2 separate regions of the Arabidopsis thaliana genome follow, and region 1 is linked to region 2. A link is a contact called in public targeted proximity ligation data. All regions are on one chromosome and are shown on one strand. The core of a region is the stretch at or near the end of the contact, and the rest is flanking DNA. Distances in the headings are between cores, read along the strand shown. Region 1 holds the start of VPS25 (E2F/DP family winged-helix DNA-binding domain-containing protein). Region 2 holds the start of AT4G18950 (Integrin-linked protein kinase family).

What was found.
Region 1: a targeted proximity ligation map of shoot shows a contact between it and region 2, with 17 read pairs. A contact is called at or near these places in 5 of 26 Hi-C or Micro-C datasets (callus, leaf, root and 2 more), 2 of 2 datasets of targeted methods (seedling and shoot) and 2 of 3 other capture datasets (root and seedling).

Annotation. Positions count from the first base shown.
Region 1 is chr4:10,407,054-10,411,204 of TAIR10.1, reverse strand. It overlaps VPS25 (E2F/DP family winged-helix DNA-binding domain-containing protein), which reads left to right and starts at 2,148. Exons shown (of 8, transcript NM_001341313.1): 1 at 2,148-2,287; 2 at 2,607-2,681; 3 at 2,761-2,900; 4 at 2,998-3,051; 5 at 3,186-3,274; 6 at 3,346-3,421; 7 at 3,513-3,975; 8 at 4,078-4,151. The coding sequence starts at 2,623. The coding sequence ends at 3,634. AT4G19006 (Proteasome component (PCI) domain protein) reads left to right here. Exons shown (of 6, transcript NM_148355.5): 1 at 1-7; 2 at 311-757; 3 at 952-1,032; 4 at 1,126-1,322; 5 at 1,412-1,511; 6 at 1,671-2,057. The coding sequence ends at 1,856. IWS2 (Transcription elongation factor (TFIIS) family protein) reads right to left here. Exons shown (of 8, transcript NM_001341312.1): 7 at 4,087-4,151; 8 at 3,866-3,949. The coding sequence ends at 3,866.
Region 2 is chr4:10,373,548-10,377,327 of TAIR10.1, reverse strand. AT4G18950 (Integrin-linked protein kinase family) reads right to left here and starts at 2,084. Exons shown (of 12, transcript NM_118012.5): 1 at 1,311-2,084; 2 at 1,128-1,202; 3 at 941-1,036; 4 at 768-853; 5 at 562-682; 6 at 400-479; 7 at 243-305; 8 at 30-136. The coding sequence starts at 1,643. AT4G18940 (RNA ligase/cyclic nucleotide phosphodiesterase family protein) reads right to left here. Exons shown (of 3, transcript NM_118011.3): 3 at 3,433-3,780. The coding sequence ends at 3,747.

The sequences.
Region 1 (4,151 bases), core at 899-3,398, 34 kb before region 2:
CTTTCAGGTCAATCTCTTGAATTTTCATCGTTTCGTAGTTCTTCTGTGTGATTAGGGTTCATAGATCTCGAGAAAGTTAATAGGAGTCGTCATGTTAGACTTGGGTTTATAGAGAGATCTGAAGGATTCGTTCCGACTCTTAGGTGATTTTTCAGATTCATTGAAAAGCTTTGTATTGGTGAATTATCGCACTTCTGTGACCAAAGCTTTCGAATATTTTAGCTCAGAGATACCCAAAAACTCAGCTTTACAAGGTTTACAGATTTGTTAATGACGTGTTTCCCCCTGTTTATGTTCATAATCTTTGCAGGCTGGAGATGCTTTAATACAGCTTTACAACAATTTCATCACTGACTTTGAGACGAGGATCAATCTTCTGAAGCTTGCGCATTTCGCTGTTGTAGTCTCCCGACAGTATCCTGAGAAAGAAGCTGCAGTTAGTTATCTTGAAGGAGTGATTGAGAAGCTTAAAGCTACTAAAGAGTCAAGGATAAATGAACCAATTAGCTATATAGAAACACAAATAGCTTTGTTCAAGCTTGAGCAAGGTGACCAGAAGGAGTGCAAGAAAATCTTGGACGATGGAAAAAGCCTGCTTGATAGTATGACTGACATTGATCCATCAGTTTATGCCAACTTCTTTTGGGTCTCTTCTCAGTACCATAAAGTCCGTCAAGAGTTCTCTGAGTTCTATAAAAATGCTCTTCTTTACCTCGCTTATACGTCTGTGGACTCACTCTCGGAATCATTTAAGCTGGTACGTCCCTCTGAATGTTCTAATCATTCATATATGATATATGTAGTCGTTACGTTACCAAATGGTCTTTTAGCAATTTTGGATAAGTATTAGCACTCTATGAAAGGAAACTTACAGTGAAAAATGCTTTATCTCTGTAAATTGCTTTGTGTTCCAATCAAAATGTTAATATCATATACTTTCGTTTCTTTCAGGATTTGGCTTTTGATTTGTCGCTTTCAGCTCTACTTGGGGAGAATATCTATAACTTTGGGGAACTGTTAGCCCATCCAATTGTAAGTTTCCCTTCATCCTCCAAATTAGCAAACCACAGATTTATTCACCATTATAGATAAAAGAACACTGACATGTTATATATGTTATGGCAGTTGAAAAGTCTGCTTGGAACAAATGTGGAATGGCTTTACCACATTCTACAAGCATTCAACCACGGAGATTTAGTTCAGTACCAAGAACTCTGTCGTGTGCACAATGCATCGTTGAGTGCTCAACCAGCACTGGTTGAGAATGAGAAGAAACTATTAGAGAAGATCAACATTCTCTGCCTTATTGAGATCATTTTCAGGTATTCATTCTCTGTAGGAGTCATCTTATACCCATATACAGATGAAAACAAACTTAGTACTTAACTTGTATATAACATCTTTGCCACAGCCGACCTGCTGAAGATAGGACCATACCTTTGAGTGTCATTGCCGAGCGTACTAAACTTTCAATCGAAGATGTTGAGCACCTTCTCATGAAGAGCTTATCGGTGAGTACCTTTTTCTTTCCTCTCTCTTTCTCTCTATCTCATTCTATCAGTAACATTAAAAATCTAAAGAAGATTGGCAAGACGCAGACTCGAAATCTTCTTGAATGTGTGATTCTGTATTGGTTGATTGTGAAAACTGAGGAGAATGAGTTATTGCAGGTGCACTTGATAGAGGGAATACTAGATCAGGTGAATGGAACAGTTTACGTCTCATGGGCGCAACCGAGGGTGTTAGGAATACCGCAGATCAAGTCATTGAGGGATCAGCTAGACAGCTGGGTCGATAAGGTTCACACCACATTGTTATCTGTTGAGGCCGAGACACCTGATCTTGTTGCAGCTTAAACTCTTCTTTCCTCTTTTTTCCTTCACTGTTCGTTTAAGCTACAGATTGTAACATTCTCTGAGGATTAAATGCAACTTCCTTTTAAGTTTTTAGGTATTACAGTTATACTTTTGAACTTTGTTCTCCACAGACACATGAATCTATCCTATTAAGTTGAGTTTCATCGTTAGTGTTGCCTTTAAGGCTTAAGCCTATTTGCATAACAAATGGTCCAACTTTTGTTATTAGACGTGTGAAAAACTCATAAATCTCAAATAGTGGAATGAATCCAAATTGTCAACTTCTGAAATGAAAAGTGTAAGGGTAAAATAGTCAAAACATATTAAACCCCAATTATCACCATCGTTTCGTTTCAATCAAAATTTTCCGATTTTGAGATTTTGAAACAGAGCAGTCAAGTCTCAAAGACTCCAGCTCATCTGTCTGCTTCGTAAGCTGCTCGCTCTCTAAATGTTTTGTCTTCTGGGGAATAGATTTTAGGGATCATCGGTAGATGCTGTTGGATTGACATAATCCAGATCTGATTTCTTCTACAAAAACATAGCTTTCTTCTCTGGGAACAATAGATTTTGATTGTTGTTTCTGGGTTTTAGATTTCTAATGTTGGGGTTTTGGTGATTCGATTTCTCAATAATGCTTCAAAATCGAAAATTGAATCGGTTAGAGCTATTTTGGGAATCTCTTTGCGTTAATTCGAATTAGCATATTTGCAGAATAATCCAATGAGCTCTGTTTTTATTTGTGAATAGATATTGAGGTCCAAAGATGCAGAAATTGGCTGATTTCAAGCTTCCTCAATTCTTCAATTATCCTCCATACTTCACGTATCAAACTCTTCTTCAAAGTTTCTCTTTTTTTTTTTCTCTTAAAGATTATAGATTGAAGAAATGTTTCTCTTTTCAGTTTGCAGCCTGTGAGGGACACTCGTGAGAAACAGATACAGCTCTGGAAAGAGCTTATTTTGGATTACTGCAAATCCCAAAAGATTTTCTTGATTGGTGTTGAAGAAGATTTCCCTCTCTTCTCAAACTCTGCCATTGATAGTATGATCCTTCTGTCTTATCGTTTCGCTGTTAATCTTGTGGTTTTCTATGTTTTCAAGGGAAGTGTTTTAAAGCATTAGTTTCATTTCGTTTGTAGGATCTCTAAGTCATGAAGCAAGGGAAACATTTCTTTCAGCCATTGTTGGTGAAGGTTAGATTCTGAGTCGTTCAAGCGGCTTGTGTCTTTACGTTTTTTTGGTTTTATGAGTTCATTTTCCGGTGGTAGAATGAGGTTTCTTAGTCTCATAGTTTCATTTGAATGTGTCATTTTTTATCTATTGTCAGGGCGTGCGGAGTGGTTAGATAAAGGGCATAGGAAATGTCTTATTCTGTGGCACCGGATTCAAGATTGGGCAGACATTGTTCTTCAGTTTGTGAGTCACATGTGAATTAATCAAAGAAACTTTCAAAAAAATCGGTTTCTCTAATCGATGTCATGTATCAGGTGAGAGATAATGGATTAGAGGACAGTGTTATGACTGTTGAAGAAATACGTTCAGGGACAGAATCACTTGGAACAGGTATTTAACTCTAATTCTAGTTTTTCTAATATGATTTTGTTTGTGTCACACAATGTGAAATGGTAACCAAATGTTCTCTTTGATGTTTCAGAACTTCAAGGGATTGATCGGACGATTCTAATGAGGGCCTTAAAGCTGCTAGAGAACAAGGGCAAGCTTGCATTGTTCAAGGGAACATCAGCAGATGATGAAGGCGTCAAGTTCTCTGTCTGATGCTACTCTGTGTAAACGTTTTTGGTAATAACTTCTATTGGAAAAATCTTACGAACCAAATGGATATATTAACTCTTTATGTTTTTGATAACACTCATTCACTCTAGTCACACTTTTGAGTTCTATAAACTAAGAATAATCTCACTACATAAAACACTAAACACAATGTGTGTAGAAATTCACCATGGATTTTGCAATTGATGTGTCCAAAACATCTCTGGTAAATGATCTCTACAAGTACTTGAGCATAGTGCGTCCGTCTACACTAAGCTTCAATGCTTGCATGCCCCCTTTCCTGATGTTCTTTTGCTGCTTCTGTTTTACGGTTAGCTGTCACAAAGGTATCATATTTTCTCTTAGTTTTCAAATCAAAAATAGTCATTGATGCAGAAAACCATCATGATGCAATGCAAGTAGTGATCATCTTCTATATGTTAATGCAGGAAACTTACGTTTTTATGTCTTTTTTCCATTTGCCACTTGGAACAAGGTTCCTCTTCTTGGTTAATGTCAACCT
Region 2 (3,780 bases), core at 835-3,334:
TAACTAGTTGGGTGCGAAAAAGTACTTACAAGAAATGTCTTGACATGTAAAAGGCTTGTCTTCTTTAACAGTAACAAGCTTGCTTACTCCAAAGTCTGCAACTTTCAGATGCCCTGAATCATCCCGCAGAATGTTTCTGCAAATATAGTTTTACCAATGTCAGAACGAAAACAGAAAGAGTTTGCTGTCAGTAACTGCACATATAAGAGACAGAAACCACTGATATGGACAGTGTGACTCACGAAGGTTCAAGATCGCGGTGGATTATAGGGTCTCCTTTGATCTCATGAAGATAGCTCATTCCCCTAGGATAATTCGAACGGGTAAGATTTACAAGAGAATCTTATAGAACATATATAAACAACGAAGAAGAGACATATATAGCTTCAACTTGCATACCTAGCAATATCAAGGGCATATCTAACAGCAGTAGCTGGTTTCAATTGTCCTTTTCGTTTGAGCAATTCACGCAAATCCCCCTGAAGAATATATCAAATGAGATCTTGGTTTCGTGAAACTAAATGCAAAAATAATTTCAAATTTATCAGAGAAAGTCAGTACCCTGGGCAAATATTCAGTCACAATCATCATTGGGTTACTTTGGGTTACAGCACCAAGAAACTGCACAATGTTTGGATGCCTAAGCCTTTGGAGCAATGCAAGCTCATCATGGAACTTCCTCCTACACGCACATACAAAAAGATTATGGTAAGGAATTGGAATCCAAAACCTTAGAAGTTAGAACCGTCTACAGGATATTTACTTACACTTGATCGTCATCGCTCAAAACTTCATCATCCAGCTTTTTCACCGCAACTTGAATACCACGCCACATTGCCATACAGTAAGTTCCCTGAAACAAGAATCTTCACACTGTTAAGACAAAAAAGACTCAAACTTATAGATACAAGATCCATTACAGATGAAACATGTTTTTTACCTTTGTTATCTCTTTGCTTTGAGTGAAATCAAGCTCACTAGGATTTATTTCATACTCAGGGACTTCACGAGCAGTCTTAACGTGCATTGGAGCCATCTGAAAACATACAAATGTGTCAACAATCATGAGAAAAACAAATAAGCTTCCAATCAAACACCAAAACCAACATTACTAGCCAGATTCTTACCGGATGTTTAGCTCCATGTATCTCAAGAATCTTGATAACATCAATGTTCTTGTAAAATATCGCATCTGCAAATGGCTGTTTTCTAAAACGTATTAGATCACTAACAAACATCATCATTACTCAACATAACCAGAGAGACAATCACCAAAAAAAAAAAAAGCAATTGGTTTAGTTTCTTCTTACAGTGCTTCCCCAACGATCTTTAGGATCAACCTCAGCTTTCCGATCAAGAAGAAGCTCAACAACATCTTTCAATCCTTGACAAGCCGCCACGTGTAAAGCAGTCCGATCATCAATGTCTCTGTAATTAGCATCAATCCCTGAATCAATAAGCTCCTTAATCCCTTCAATGTCACCTTCATTAGCCAAATACATTAGTCTCACACCACCATCGATCTCTTCTCCATCCTCAAACACCTCTTCTTCTGAGTGAACCGACGGCTCCGGAATCTTCTCCGGCGCCATTGATGATTGCCTACCAATCGTAAACCTCGGCTGTTGATAATCCTCTTCCATTCCAACAAAAACCCTAAAACCCTGATTTGTATCCGAAAATCTCGGAGTGGGTCAACGAAAAATCAAATCTTTCTACAGTAAAGCTCCAAACTTTTTGGTACCCTTTTGAAAACAGAGACCCTAAAACCCCGATTTAAACCCGATTCACACAATCTGAGAAGAGATTGAACAAAGAAATCGCAAAGAGAATCAAAAAGGTTTCTTCTTTTTTGGTTCTGAATGAATAGAGAATTAAACCCAGCGGCGAAATTTATAGGTGAATGATGCCGTAATGGAGAAGACTAAGCTGGTCGGTAAGAAAGTCATCGGAGAGGAAAAGGAGAAGAACCAGCTTTTGTTGAGCGCGTGTTTGTCACGTGATTTTATGCGCGTATATAGACGTCATATCTGGCGCCACGGTAACAATGCGTTGACGAAAAGAGAGAATAACAAATCTTAGCCGTTGATGTAAACAGCGTCAGATGAAACTTAACGGTGTGGATGAACCCGCACGTGTTTGGATTCGATTCGGTTAAACGACTGCGTTTTACATGCGCCGACGAGTTTTTGTAAGTTTGTAACCAACCTGGCTCGTGAATTTTTAAAGTCATGTCTAAAATTAAAGACTTTTTAAAAAGGGGATAAGAATTATAAGATTACATGAGTTCTATTTTGGTTTGAATTCTAAAATGATATATTTACATATTTTCCACTTGTTTTCTTTATCAATTTACAGGGTACTTTAGTTGTTTCTTGATAATAGCCACTTTAGTTGGCCAAGGAAAAAATATACAAACAAATTGGATAAGGTTTCATGCTAAGAATGTGATTCAATTTATTGTGGTGTACATTGAATAGGTAAAGATTGACATCTGCATCCTCATCTTTTTTTTGGGGGTCAAATTTCAGTTTAGAACCAAAACTCGTTTAACTTACTTATTCAACTTCACAACATGTGGATTTGTATGGCTTTAACATTTTTTCTAATTTTTATTTCATCATTTGTCAACCTTTAGACTTAACTATCTTTTCAACCAGTTATGTATAACAACTAACATGCAAGGTCAAGATTTTGACATTCGTATCTTAAGACATGATGATAATCAATTTGTTGTCTTAAATGACAAGTTGTCTAATTATAGCTCATATGTTCCTGCTGAAAACATTTTAATATTACTTCTCCTTTGATTTCAATCCAACTTTATGGAGTTTCTCTAAGTGATTTAGTAACAAATGTCAACTATACATTCCAAATTGGTTCCTAGCTACTCTTATAGAGATGTTTTTCTATAGCTCATTTGGTTTACTAAAATTAAAAGAATATTCTAATTAATTAGATACGAATAGTGGTTGAATGAAAGTATAATAATTAGATTTCATAGCATCTTATTAACCAAAATTGGATACATACACGTCACATGAATGTCAACGTTACTTAAATAAAAAGTTTCAAGAAAGTATTATATTTTACGAAATTCGAGCAAAATCTTACCAAGTTTTGTCCTATACTCGTACTAAATTATGATGAAAAAACTTTACATTAAATTTTAAATCTATGTTAAAACATATGCACATAGCTATCATATTTTAGTTTCGACGAATGACAAGTTGTTTACTTATAGCTTTTTCCTCCTCCTGCACCCTTATCAATGATTCTTATCTTTAATGTCAATTCAAACTTTTTGAACCTTTTGTTAGTAATTTAGTAACAAATGTCAACTAGACTCCAAATTGATTCATGATTGTGTGCTTTTAAATATTATATCTTGAATCATCTTATTATGATATTATCAGTTTGATAAGAGTCCAATGATTCAAATCCTTGACTAGGTCATTCTTCTTCAAGATATAAACCAAAACACTTAACAAGAAACAGAAGGAGGAATATTCCCACAAGATCCATAAACTATGTTCATATTAACATAGAATTAAGCCAGAGGCAAAGATACATTTAGACCAAACCGATAACAAATTTGAGCCGAACCATGGAACATCATACCTTACTAAACCAATGCAGCAGATGAAAACCGAATAAGGGGAGACAAATTGCACACAACACACAAAGCACAAGAGGAAGATTGGAGACTAGGCCCAAAACCATAATATTTATTTACTTTATTTCATTTAAGAAATTAGAGTATGTTCGTCAACTTTCACC